Linked DNA regions of Ovis aries: all the other regions are linked to region 3. The links are chromatin contacts, called in public Hi-C maps. All regions are on one chromosome and are shown on one strand. Each heading gives the region's core, a stretch centred on a gene start, on an enhancer-like site or on the middle of the called end of the contact. The rest is flanking DNA. Distances are from core to core; before and after follow the strand shown.

The links. Hi-C and Micro-C count contacts between places; a contact is called where the count stands out from the background.
Region 1: a Hi-C map of hypothalamus shows a contact between it and region 3, with 1.9 times the contacts expected there. The contact joins the enhancer-like site here to the promoter of CDYL in region 3. A contact is called at or near these places in 2 of 16 Hi-C or Micro-C datasets (hypothalamus and skin fibroblasts).
Region 2: a contact with region 3 is called in a Hi-C map of liver, with 4 times the contacts expected there. The contact joins the promoter of RPP40 here to the promoter of CDYL in region 3. A contact is called at or near these places in 3 of 16 Hi-C or Micro-C datasets (blood, hypothalamus and liver).

Annotation. Positions count from the first base shown.
Region 1 is chr20:48,950,417-48,954,226 of ARS-UI_Ramb_v3.0, forward strand. All of the region lies in intron 3 of LOC105603900 (a long non-coding RNA gene), which reads left to right. Among named protein-coding and RNA genes, the nearest start is that of CDYL, 130 kb to the left of the region's middle. Within about 2 kb of position 2,430, at least 14 of the 54 cell types and tissues checked have an H3K27ac peak or open chromatin away from gene starts, as enhancers often do. A contact at or near this core is called in hypothalamus, where this site is marked.
Region 2 is chr20:48,685,007-48,688,764 of ARS-UI_Ramb_v3.0, forward strand. It overlaps RPP40 (ribonuclease P/MRP subunit p40), which reads left to right and starts at 2,402. Exons shown (of 9, transcript XM_042236802.2): 1 at 2,402-2,552; 2 at 3,666-3,731.
Region 3 is chr20:48,819,203-48,823,371 of ARS-UI_Ramb_v3.0, forward strand. It overlaps CDYL (chromodomain Y like), which reads right to left and starts at 2,479. Exons shown (of 7, transcript XM_027958623.3): 1 at 2,120-2,479. The coding sequence starts at 2,143.

The DNA of each region.
Region 1 (3,810 bases), core at 1,180-3,679, 130 kb after region 3:
GAGGCCTGTGTTCCCCAGCTGGGTAGCAAGCTCCTGAGAGCAGAGACTGTCCAAGTTAGCTCAGCCTGACCTGTGTCTCTAGGGCCTGCACGAAATAGATGCTCAGTGTGTCCATCAAGTGTGTGAATGAATGGGGGAGTGGTGGATGTCTTGGGAATGGCAGGTTATGTTCTGATTGTGGAGGGTCTGGGCGAGAACTGGGAACCCACTGAACATTTCGAAGGGGGAACGTATCTGTGTGAAGGGGGGTATTTTGGGAAGGAATAGCCTGAGAGCCCTAGGGAGGATGGTTGAAAGGTACAGGATTTATAAGTCAGATGCAGGCCACTGAGGAGGCAACCAGGGTTGTGAAGGCATCAGATGGTGTAGTTCTAGGCTCATCTGCCACCGGTGGCACTGAGACGGGCACGGTCAGGTGGGTTGATTTAAACAGATGCTCCACAGACATTTTCACCTGGTGGCCACTTCTGATGCTCTTGGTAATTAAGATTCTGCCTAAGGACTTTCCTGGTGGTCCAGTGGTTAAGAATCCACCTTCCAACACAGTGGATGCAGGTTCGATCCCTGGTTGGGGAGCTAAGATCCTGCATGCCGCTGGGGCAACTCAGCCTGTGCAGGGCAACTGCTGAGCCCGTTCAAGCTCTGGAGCCTGCAAACCACAACCAGAGAGAAGCCTGCGGGTCACTACCAAAGGTCCTGTGTGCTGTAACTAAGGCCACCTCCCCTCCCCCCCAAAAAGTACAATCGGAATATACAGTTAAAAAAAGATTTGGCCAATATTTTCCTTCTCCAGAATAACAATAGCAAAAGTCCTTAACAGTTTCCAAACAGTGTAGAAGAGAAAAGGCCACAGCTTCCCTCTGACTGTCCGGCTTGGCTGTGGAGTAGCTGGTGGGAAGTCAGGAGGGGCAGGGCATGGGGGGCACAGGCCGTGGCCGGTGAGCAGGCTGGCCCAGAGCACAGACAGGGCCTTGGCACCACAGCCACATGATTCTTTCCTTTGGGAAAGGCAGGGCTTCCTGACTTTTCTGATGTGGGGTGAGAGGTAGAAGAGGAAAATGAAGTTGCTCAGTCGTGTCCAACTCTTTGTGACCCTGTGGACTATAGCCTACCAGGCTCCTCTGTCCATGAGATCTTCCAAGCAAGCGTATTGGAGTGGGTTACCATTTCCTTCTCCAGGGGATCTTTCCGACCCAGGGATTGAACCCAGGTCTCCCACGTTGAAGGCAGACACTTTACCACCACGGAAATGAGAGGTAGAAGAGGAGGAAGGAGGGAAAATATAACTTTTTATTCCCTGCCCAGTTAAAAACCTTGGCCACTTGGGCTTTTTGAAATGGTTACACAGTGTTCTGAAGATCTTATAAATTCCTCTCTAAGGATAAGCCTCCAGGGAGGCTATGCCCAAGGGAATATTCCTTCTTGAAAAATAGGGCCAGAGCAGAGAGTTAAAACTTCCTCAGAAATGCAAACAATCCTCTTCAGATTAAAGGCCTTTGCAAGAGCCTTCTATTTCGCTTTGCTGGAACTTCAGGTGTTCAAAGACCAGGGGTTGGGTGAGATCTACTTTCAACAGTATATATATAGACAAAAAAGCCTGACATTTCCAATTTCCATCTCAGAAAGGAGATCAGTACCTGGGTGCTGGATGGGAAGAAAGCATAATTTTCTAAGCCTTGAACCTTCTCATTTGTAGTTTTTCTTACACCTGGTTTGTTTCTGTCATGATCGGTTGGGAAAACCATGCCCGCAAAGTAAGCCTGAATGTCTGTGCTCAGCATAGCGAGCAGAGGAGCCTGGGCCTCCTTCAGCCAGGCCTGGGGGCGGAAGGGCTCGAATGGACCAAGAAGTGGGACAGTCACAGAGAGGGGAGGAAAGCCAGCGGTCCCGAAGCCTTTGACAATGACGGGAAAGAGGACGTCCTAATCAGAAGCTGTGATATTTAATTTTACATGTCACTTTGGCTGGGCCACAGTGCCCATATACATGTTAGCCGCTCAGTCACGTCCGACTTGTTGTTGTGACCTCGTGGACCATAGCCCACCAGGCCCCTCTGTCCATGGAATTCTCCAGGCCAGAATACTGGAGTGGGTAGCCTTTCCCTTCTCCAGGGGACCTTCCCAATCCAGGGATCGAACCCAGGTCTCCTGCATTGCAGGCCGATTCTTTACCAGCTGAGTCACCAGGGAAGGCCGTGATTATCCATCTAATTACCTGAGCCCTTAAAAAAGCAAGGACCTTTCTCTGGATGGAGTTAGAGGGAAGGCAGCAGAAAGGGGAGTCAGGGAGATTCGAGTCCCGGGAGGGATTCAGGGCTCCTTTGCTGGTTCTGAGAAGTCAGAGCCTTGTGCCAGGATTCCAGGGAGGCCTCTGGGAGCTAAGGCTGCCCCCAGCTGACAGCCAGCAATAGAGCAGGGGCCCCACTTGCACAACCACCTGGCCAGCAGCCTGAGCGAGCTTGGCCGCAGACTCTCCACTCAGAGCCCTGATCGGGACTGCAGCTTTGCTGATTCCAGCCCGCAGCCTCTGAAAGGGGGCCCAGTGGAGCCGAGCCGCACAGACTGCGGAGCCGCAGAGCTGTGAAATGAGGAAAGGTGTGGTTTCAAGCTACTCAATGTGCGGTGATTTGTCCTGGCAGCAATAAAAACAAACGCAGGGCTTTGCCGAGGTCGGAGCCTTTGGGAAGATCTGCTTTTTCCTCTTCTATCCAAGTTTCTCAGCGGCAAAGCGCCTCTCTGTAGCTCGCCCCGGCCTGCGTGGTTAGTGAGGAAACTTCTGAGCCTACAGCTCGGGGTTTCCGTCTCTCTCGCAGCGGCTTTCTGCCTGCGTGGGCGCCTCCTCGAGCAGCGTGTCGGGAGCTCTGCAGCCTTCATGGTGCACCGGATCATCACCATTTCATCACCCCGTGGGAGCTTGCCCAGCCAGCCTCCAGGGAAGCCGTCAGAAACAGGCAAACACTCATTTCATGAGCCTGCCACCTCCCGCTGCAAAGTAGAGCCAGGCTTCTTTCACACCAAGAGCAAAGCATCAAGTCAAACGTTTCTGAGACTCACACCAAGAGCAAAGCATCAAGTCAAACATTTCTGAGACAGACCTGTCAAGCAGGTGAGTCAGCTCTCTGAAGACTGCCTCCTGCTTAGCCAAGGGCAACCGTCTTCTGCAGAAATAGGGCTGGAACAAAGAGCTCTGCTGCTTTCATCCTGGATTTCCTGTGAATGGTTGGCTTCCACCGGCGGAGCCTAGAGCCGACGATGCCAATGGCAGGGATTAGCTCTGCAGGCAGGCCAGTGTGGTCCATGGAGAGACGCCATCAAATCCAAAATGCCTTAACCGAGGGCTGGGGACCAAGAAAAAGAGTCAGATCCTGCCCACAGATATTCACAGTGGAGTGGGGAGATGAGCCCGAGAGGAAGGAAGGATGAACCAGTGCTACAGGAAGGTGTGGGAGATTCCCCTGTGCAGAGACGGGGTGTTTCTCTGCCGCACATCCCAGGAGGCTTCACGGGAGAGACAACATCTGAGCCCGACCTTGGCATCAGGGGCTTCCTGGTGGCTCAGCTGGTAAAGAATCCGCCTGCAATGCGGGAGACCTGGGTTCGATCCCTGGGTTGGGAAGATCCCCTGGAGAAGGGATAGGCTACCCACTCCAGTATTCTCGCCTGGAGAATTCCATGGACTGTATAGTCCAGGGGGTCACAAAGAACCAGACACGACTGAGCGACATTCACTCTCACTTTTGGACATCGTTATGTCTATATTCAGACTTGGCTCACCCAAAAGGCGTTTGAGTCCTGTGTGCTATGCCTCGTC
Region 2 (3,758 bases), core at 1,152-3,651, 130 kb before region 3:
ATGAGACCACCAGCCACGGTGGGCAGCGCTCTTCAAAGATCCTTGTGAGTCAGCTTGTCTGCAGGCCCCCGAGTCCTCTGCACACACGGGACAGGGTCCTGATCCCAAACTCCACCCCGACACCTGGAGGGAAATGGAGCTGTCCAGAGTGCTAGAATCGCTGAGCCTGGACAGAGCCCTTTCCAGCCCGAGGGGCTGTGCCCTACAGGCCTGGAGCACACAAGGGCTAGAGCCCCAGCTTTAGGAGGAGCCTGATCCAGGCCCAACAGGAGGGTGGTGGCTCCTCTGCCCTCCTCACGAGCTGGAGAGCAGACAGGGAGCGAGGCCTTTGGGCTGACCACCTGCTGTCTGCTGCAAACCCACCTTAAACTGGACCAGCCCCTCCCCCGGGCCAGTCCTCTGTTCACGTGCAAGTTCATTTATCCAAGTTGTTAATATTTTGACTCCTGATGGAATGTTAGGATCTGGGTATGGAAATATGGGTAAGAAGTATTTGTTAAACAAACGTATTTATGGGGCAGCTACCGTGTGCTTGAATGGTGCGAGAGCTGGAAAGGTGAACGGAGTATGCCTGTTGTCCTCCAGGGGCAGTAACTGGTTGGAGAGTCATTCACACGTATTTATTATGTGCCCAGAACCCAGCAAGTCATAAAGAAACGTCTCTTTATTGTTAATCGATGTGTGGTGCAGACAGGTGTAGAGGCTGGGCCCTAGATATATGTCATGTTATTCATATATTCAAGAGATCGTCTGGATGCTGACTGTAGGAGGGCAAGACAGTCGGGAGGCTGGCATTTGCAGTGACCAGAGAGAAAGGCGGCCAGCAGTGGTTGTGGACTAGAGACAGCGCGGAGGGGCGACAGAGCCATTTTGATGAAGTATTGTAGAGAAAAGCTGAAGTTTACACGCATAGGAGTTACACTGAGCCTTCAAAAGTTAATACAACATTTTCACCTAAAGGGCTTGTTAGAAAAGCTTCATGTTGCTTTCACACATTACTGGTGCACCATCAGAATCGCAACAGTCACTTTGCAGAGCTTTGGAGTACCAACCTAGGAGAGGTCCACCTCTGACGCTGCAGGTCTAAGAGAGGCCACTGCTACTGAATTGTGTGGTGCCCATGAAGCAATGCTTTAAGCATTTTACATGCTAATATGATATTTGTAAGTTGTATCTAAGTGCCTTGTTGTGATTTAGGAGATTGGGAATTTTTTGATCAACTTGCTATTTCTTTATCATTCTTCCTATTTAAAATAATGGAAAATTGGTGTCCCTTAGAATATTTGCAGAGATAATCTGACTTTTGAGGCACAGGAGTAATGGTGAAGAACTGACCAGCCTTAGTTTTGGATGAGATTTACACATGTGACTGGCGTGAGTTGCCATTTCCTCCTTTAGGGGATCTAACCCTCATCTCTTGGGTCTCCTGCATTGCTAGGTGGATTCCTTACCACTAGCACCACTTGGGAAGCCCAGACTTACACATACTTATCTTCTAAATTGGGCTTTCCAGGTGGCTTAGTGGTAAAGAATCCGCCTACAATTCAAGAGATGTGGGTTCGATCCCTGGGTCAGGAAGATCCCCTGGAGAAAGCAATGGCTACCTATTCCAGTATTCTTGACTGGGAAATCCCGCGGACAGAGGAGCCTGGCAGGCTACAGACCATGGGGTTGCAAAAAAAGTTGGACACGACTGAGTACTCATGCATCCATGCATCTTCTAAATTATTTAACTTCTCTTCTTCCACATCTTATAGTAAAACTGATGCTCCAGAACACAAATATTCTGTTATTTTGCATCCTCTCTGCATAGAATTGGGCTGTGCAGATTCCAGTTTGAAAAGTGTGTAGTATAGTACTTACAGTTGGTCAGAAAGATTAGGTGGAAAAACGAATTATCACTATAACTTCCAATAGCAACAAATTATTAAAAGCGGTTCCAAAAGTCTATTTTTCATTCTTTTTTTTTTTTTTTTGGTTGCGCCGGCTTGTGGGATCTTCATTTCCCCAACCAGGGATTGAACCCTGGCTCCAGCACTGAATACTAACCCCTGGATGGCTAGAGAATTCCCCAAAAGGATATTTTTAAAAGGATCTTAAAAGTGGTTTTGAAGAAGTCTTAAGGAGTTCTATTGAAGGTATTAGACACAAACCTCCTTGACAGTTTGGGAAGGGGCAACCTGGGGCCCAGAGGAGGGAGTCTGACAAGGGAATTCATTCCGGGCAGTGCGCCTTTCCTTTACCCATCAGAGAGCTCCGGCTGAGGATCCCGAGGCCTAGCCCCGCCCCCAGCGCTAGCCCCGCCCCGGCGCTAGCCCCGCCCCTACCCGGGCAGCCTGCGCACGTGCGCCCTGCCGGCACTGCGCACGCCCGCGGGGCGAGGGAAGGGGCGGGGCGAGCCGAGCCTGGAGGGTCTGCGCGGGGAGAGCATGGCCACGCTGCGCCGGCTGCGAGAGGTGCCCCGGCACCTGCTGGTCTGTGAGAAGTCCAACTTCGGCCATGACAAGTCGCGCCACCGGCATCTCGTGGAGACGCACTATTACAATTACAGGGTGAGTCCTGGCCCTCGGTCCGCGGATCGCGCACGCTCCCTCCCGCGGGCGCGGGAGGCTGGGGGAGAGCCGGGCTCTGCTCCGGGGGCCCGCCCTCGTCGCGTGGAGGGGCGGGGCCCTCGCTCGGCATGCTGGGAGCTGTAGTCTCTCCGTGGCTCCAGGCTCCTGTGTTGGCTCGCTTGAGGACCACAAGTCCCAGGGTGCACCGGTGCGGGGCGGTGCCCCGCCGTCGGAGGGCGGGGCAGGGTTCACGGGGCCTCTGGTCTCTTGCTGTGGCCTGGCCCCGCCCCAGGCGTGCTGCGTCCCTGGGGCGGGGCCGGAAGGCGGGGGCGGGGCCAGGACGGGCGGGGCGGCCGCCCTCCTTCCCTGCCGCTGGGTTCCTGCACCCGCGCGCCTCTCCGGAGCGGCCGGCCCAGTTCCGCCCGGGAGCTGCTTGCTCCTCTAAACCGCTTACGGGCGCTAGTTTGATCCCTGAAAAGCTCTTTCTTCTGCCCGCTGCTCTCCGCCTTGTCCATCCAGAGCGCCAGGGCGGCATTTGGGCAGCTTTTGGTAGAAATTCGCCTCGGCCGCCTTGCCCACAGCGATGTTTGCTGGTGTTCCCTGGAAGTGTCGCCCGCCCCGGGGCCCTTTTCGTGGCTGAGGCGTCAGTGGGGGTGGTTACTGGACCTTCCTGGGGAGGAGAAGCCCCCTGACTCCCGGGCAGTGTCTGCTGGGAAGGCTTCGCGGACCCGTGCAAGTGGGGAGGACTCCAGACTAGACCTTAAAATGGAAGCGCGTGAAGCCTCGCACGCTTTTAAGCTGATCAGCCTAATCTCAGCTCGGCCTCACTGGCCAGTGTCTCAGACACAAGTGGCGACCCCGGTTAGTGTCCCCGCTTTGGGAGAGTGGCCTTTTTCAAGGTGTGGAGCGGCCGGGCACCGCTTGAAACCTGTCGGGTTGAACGTCTCTGCTCTGGATGGATAACTCTTCACAGACAGCCGTCTGGGAGGTGCACTGTGTCCTCCCCAGCCCACGTGCAGAGCTTTTCCGTCGGGACAGTGGGAACACCAAGCTGACTTCTGCTTCCATGTGGCCTGTTAATAACCAGTATCCCCAAATTCCTTACGCCCTAAGGGACAGTTCCTCTGATTCCAGCCTGGTACCAGGATACACAGATCTGGGGATATTCACTTATACTTGGTGAGTCCCTAAGTCTAACCCTAACCC
Region 3 (4,169 bases), core at 1,229-3,728:
TTTAAACTTCACATCTCTACGAGGGAAGCGTTTGATTCCAATTTTACAGATTGAGGACACTGAGCTTTCAAGGTTAATTTGCTCAAGGTGATGTCAATAACTAGGTTTTCGGCCTCCAAATCCAGGCTCTCAATCGCTACACGCAGGACTTTCAGATAAACTTGCAATCCTAATATAGACACACTGCTGCCTACAAGTAAAGGAGAAGTGAGAAAACGCATTGGGAAAGACACTGACCACGTTATTGACTGTCACCTCAACTGGACCCCCTGCAACACCTTTCCCCAAAATCAGAACTCCAAATGATGAGCTCCACTGTGCAAGTGGGTCGTTTCTCTGCGACGTGTGGGTCGTTTCTCTGCGACGTTCTTCATTCTCCCGACAGAAGCTCTTGGGAGGCACAAACCATTCCCATCCCTCGTCCCTCCCTGGCTCCCCACGGAGCGTCCACAGGGCAGGCATTCAATGACATGCTCTACGAACGACAGCTCGGCACAGAAGGTGACTTATAAATGAATGCTGCCACCAGAGCAGAAAGCCTGAAGATACAGGATAAACAAAGAACTAAATCTGGTTCATAATGCACTACTGGTCAAAATGCTGTCTCCAGAATAATTTGTGACATGTGAGATACAACTCAGGTATAAGGTGCTGCCCTCACCCAACACTAAGGGAACAAGTGACTCGACTGTGTATTTATAACCTCAAAAATGAAGGAAGCATGAACATTCAGGCCTAAAATCCTCACCAACAGTCTGATGTAGAAACCAAAACCCCTCTTGCCCTGGTGCTATGTACTCTCCCAGCTGTTACGTCTCAGCCTCTACTTCCGGGCCTTTTCCCAAACACCACTTTCTTTCTTAGAAAGAATGGAAGCTTGAGAACAGGAGATTTTTTTCCCCCCTTCTTTAGTACCCTAAATGGGGCTTCCCAAGTGGCTGGGGTAAAGAATCCTCCTGGCAATGCAGGAGACTCTAGTTCAGTTCCTGGGTTGGGAAGATCCCCTGGAGGAGGAAATGGCCACCCACTCCACTATTCTTGCCTGGGGAATCCCATGGACAGAGGAACCTGGTCGGGTTGCAGTCCACGGGGTGGCAAAGAGTGGGACACAACTGAGCCCAAATGACCCAAGACAGCATCTTGAATACAGCAGGGCACAGCCAGCGTGTAAAGGACTTGAGCATAATGGCGCACTTTCAGCCAGCCAAGGTACTCCGACCATGTACCATGTCGGGCAGACCACGGATTCTACGGAAGGCAGCCTCCTCCAGAGAACTTTCGCACAAAAAGTTGCTAGAAGGCCAGAACGGATGGTAACACACAGCCGCACGCTGTGCCAAGGGCGGTAACGCACCGGCAAGAGGGGACACCTCGGAAGACTCAGCCGGTTCTCATTAAGCGATCGCTGGGGGCCAAAGGAGCTCTACTCGTTACAGACGCTTCCTTACGTCCCTAAACATCCAGGTCCCTGAACGCATCGGAGGTGAACCCACGGAGTATCCACAAGTGAAGTCTCTTACGAAGCTGTATTTACAAACACGCACCCGAAAGCAAAGAGTGCTCTCCAAGCGTCTGCACTCCCCAGGAAGTCGACTTTGCAACGAGTCAAGAAGTTACATCGGGGCGCACAAGACACGCCTGGAGATCCAAACCAACAACCACACCGCTCCAAGTCGACGCTGGCAAACCCTTGGCCCAGAACTCGCGGTTCTGACGGGGGCCCCCTTCTCGAAGCTCGCACCACCACGGCGCAAAAATGAATGACGGTTGGAGCCGCGTTAGGTTTAAATTTCCTGGCTCCGGCCACAATACCAAACCTAATTAGAGCATGCGGTCAACGCTCGGCCCTCTCGGCGCGGTGTCGGGCAGCGCTCGGGTCGGCAGCAGAGTCGAGAGACAGTCGCACTCGTCCCCGCGCCCCCCCCGCCCCACAACCCCGCAGGCGAGAGCCCCCCACCCAGGAGTGCTCCGCCGGGCGCCCCCACGCCCCGCCGCCAGCACTCCAGCCCCGTCCGCGGTCCGGCCCCGCGGCCGGGACGCCCCCGGCCCGCAAACTCGGGCGCGCGCGCTTCCGTCCAGCAACCCGCGGCCGGGGCGGGGGCCGGGGGAGGGGAGCTACCTCGTACAGCTCCTCGGAGGCCATGGCGGGCGGCGGGGCGCGCGGCGCGGGGCAGGGCCGGCGAGGCGCCGAGCCGCCGGCGGCCCACACTTTGTTCCAGTCGGGTCCCTGCGTGGCCTGCGCTTCCTGCTCCGCGCGGCGCCGGGCGGGCGGGCGCTCACTCCCGCCGCTGCGGGCCGCCGGCCGGGTCGGTGCGCAGGAGCAGCTGCGCAACGCGCCCTCCGCGCCGCGCTCACTCCGCGGCGGGCCGGCTGGGGCTCGGGCTCATCGCGCCGCCGCGGGGCCGGGCCGGGCTGGGGCGGGCGCGGCGGCGGTGCACGGCGGCGCGCGGGCTCCGCGGCTCCCCCTCTCCGCGGTAGTGCAGAAAGCTTCCTACTTGCGGCCGAAAAACCTGCCCCGGCTACTGAGCATGCCCAGTGCGGCCGCCCGGCCCGGCCGAGCCGCGCTCCGGGTTTTCGGGCCGCCCGCGCGGGGTGGGGGGGGCGGGGCGGGGCGGCCGGCGGGCGGGGCGGCGCGGGGAGCGGCGGGCCGCGCTGGGGCTCGGCGGCCAGGCAGGCGGGCAGGAAGGGGCGGGGCCTGAGGCGGGGGCGGGGCCGCGAGCGGGGGCGGGGCCTGCTCGCCCCAGGGCCCTCCGGAGGTCGGGCAGAGCCGCGCGCCCGCCTCGACGTGGGGGGCGTGGCCGCGGCGCGCGTGGGAGGGGCCTGATCGCCCCAGGGCCCTCCGGAGGTCGGGCCGGCCGTGCGCCCGCCTCGACGTGGGGGGCGTGGCCGCGGCGCGCGGGGGCGGGGAGAGGGCGGAACCAGCTCGCCCCAGGGCCCTCCGGAGGTCGGGCCGGGCCGTGCGCCCGCCTCGACGTGGGGGGCGTGGCCGCGGCGCGCAGGGCGTGGCTTGTGGGCGGGCGTGGCCTGAGGGGCGGGGCCTGCTCGCCCCGGGGCCCTCCGGAGGTCGGACTGGGCCGCGCGCCCGCCTCGACGTGGGGGGCGGAAGGTGGCGGCTCACACGGGGGCGGGCACCGGCGAGCCCAAGGTTGGGTTCGGAGCCGCGCCGCCCGGCGCCCGCAGCCCGCCGCCCCGACGGCATTGGCGCGCGGAGCCCGTCCGGCCAGGGCCAGCCCGCCGAGGCCCGGCGGCGTGGCCAGGTGGAGCCCCCGCCCCTCCACGTGCCCGCCTCCCCCGCGGCCGCCGCCAAGACCCGGAGCCGGAGCGCGCTCCCGCTCGGCGGCAAGCCGGGGTGCGGGGGCGGGGGCCGGGGCGGCGCGAGGGCGCGGCCGCCTGAGCCCGGCCCGCAGCTTCCCCCGCGCCGGGCCTCCTTGTTCCTCTCGAGCGCCCGCCTCCCCCGAAGAGGAGCTGGGAGGAGGGGCCGGGCTCCGGGGAAAAGTCTGGGTTCCAAGGGAACGGGGCTGTCAGTCGTGGTTCTCCTGGGCGGGGCCGGGGGGGAGACGGGGGGGACAGCTCGGTGACCGGCGATGGGCAGGCTCCCTCTGCACTCGCCGCGGGAGAGGGGCATCGTGGACGAGGCCCCTGGGCACACCTGCCTGGACCCTGGACGTCTCCTCATCGCTGCGGAACGAGGAAGAGGCTGCGTGGCCCGACTGCCCCAAACGGCCGGCGACCGCCAGCCTCCCTGCGAGGAAAAGGGGACCTCGCGAGGCCCTGCGGACAGGCCGCTTCACGTGGCCCCCCATCAAACCCAGCCCTCTCCGCCCCCGGTGCATCCTCCGCCCCGGGCTCCAGTGAACTAGAAACCGACCTCCGAAAAACAAGGCTCCTCCCACCAGTTTCCTTCTTCAAACCCCGTTCGATGGTGCCCCGTACGCAGTTTAATGACCAAAAGGCTTCTCACAGACCCTGCTGTCCTTCCTGCCACACCGTCCTCTACCTACAAAAGAAGCTTGCCCCCCACCACCGGTGAACTGGAATTCCAGCGTCCCCACGCCCACGAACGAGCGCAGCGCCTGCCCTTAAGTCACTTCAAGTCGAATCACCATTGTCTCCACGGCGCCTGCAACCCCCTCTGCCTGGAATGCCCTCCCCCCTTTCAATCGTGAACT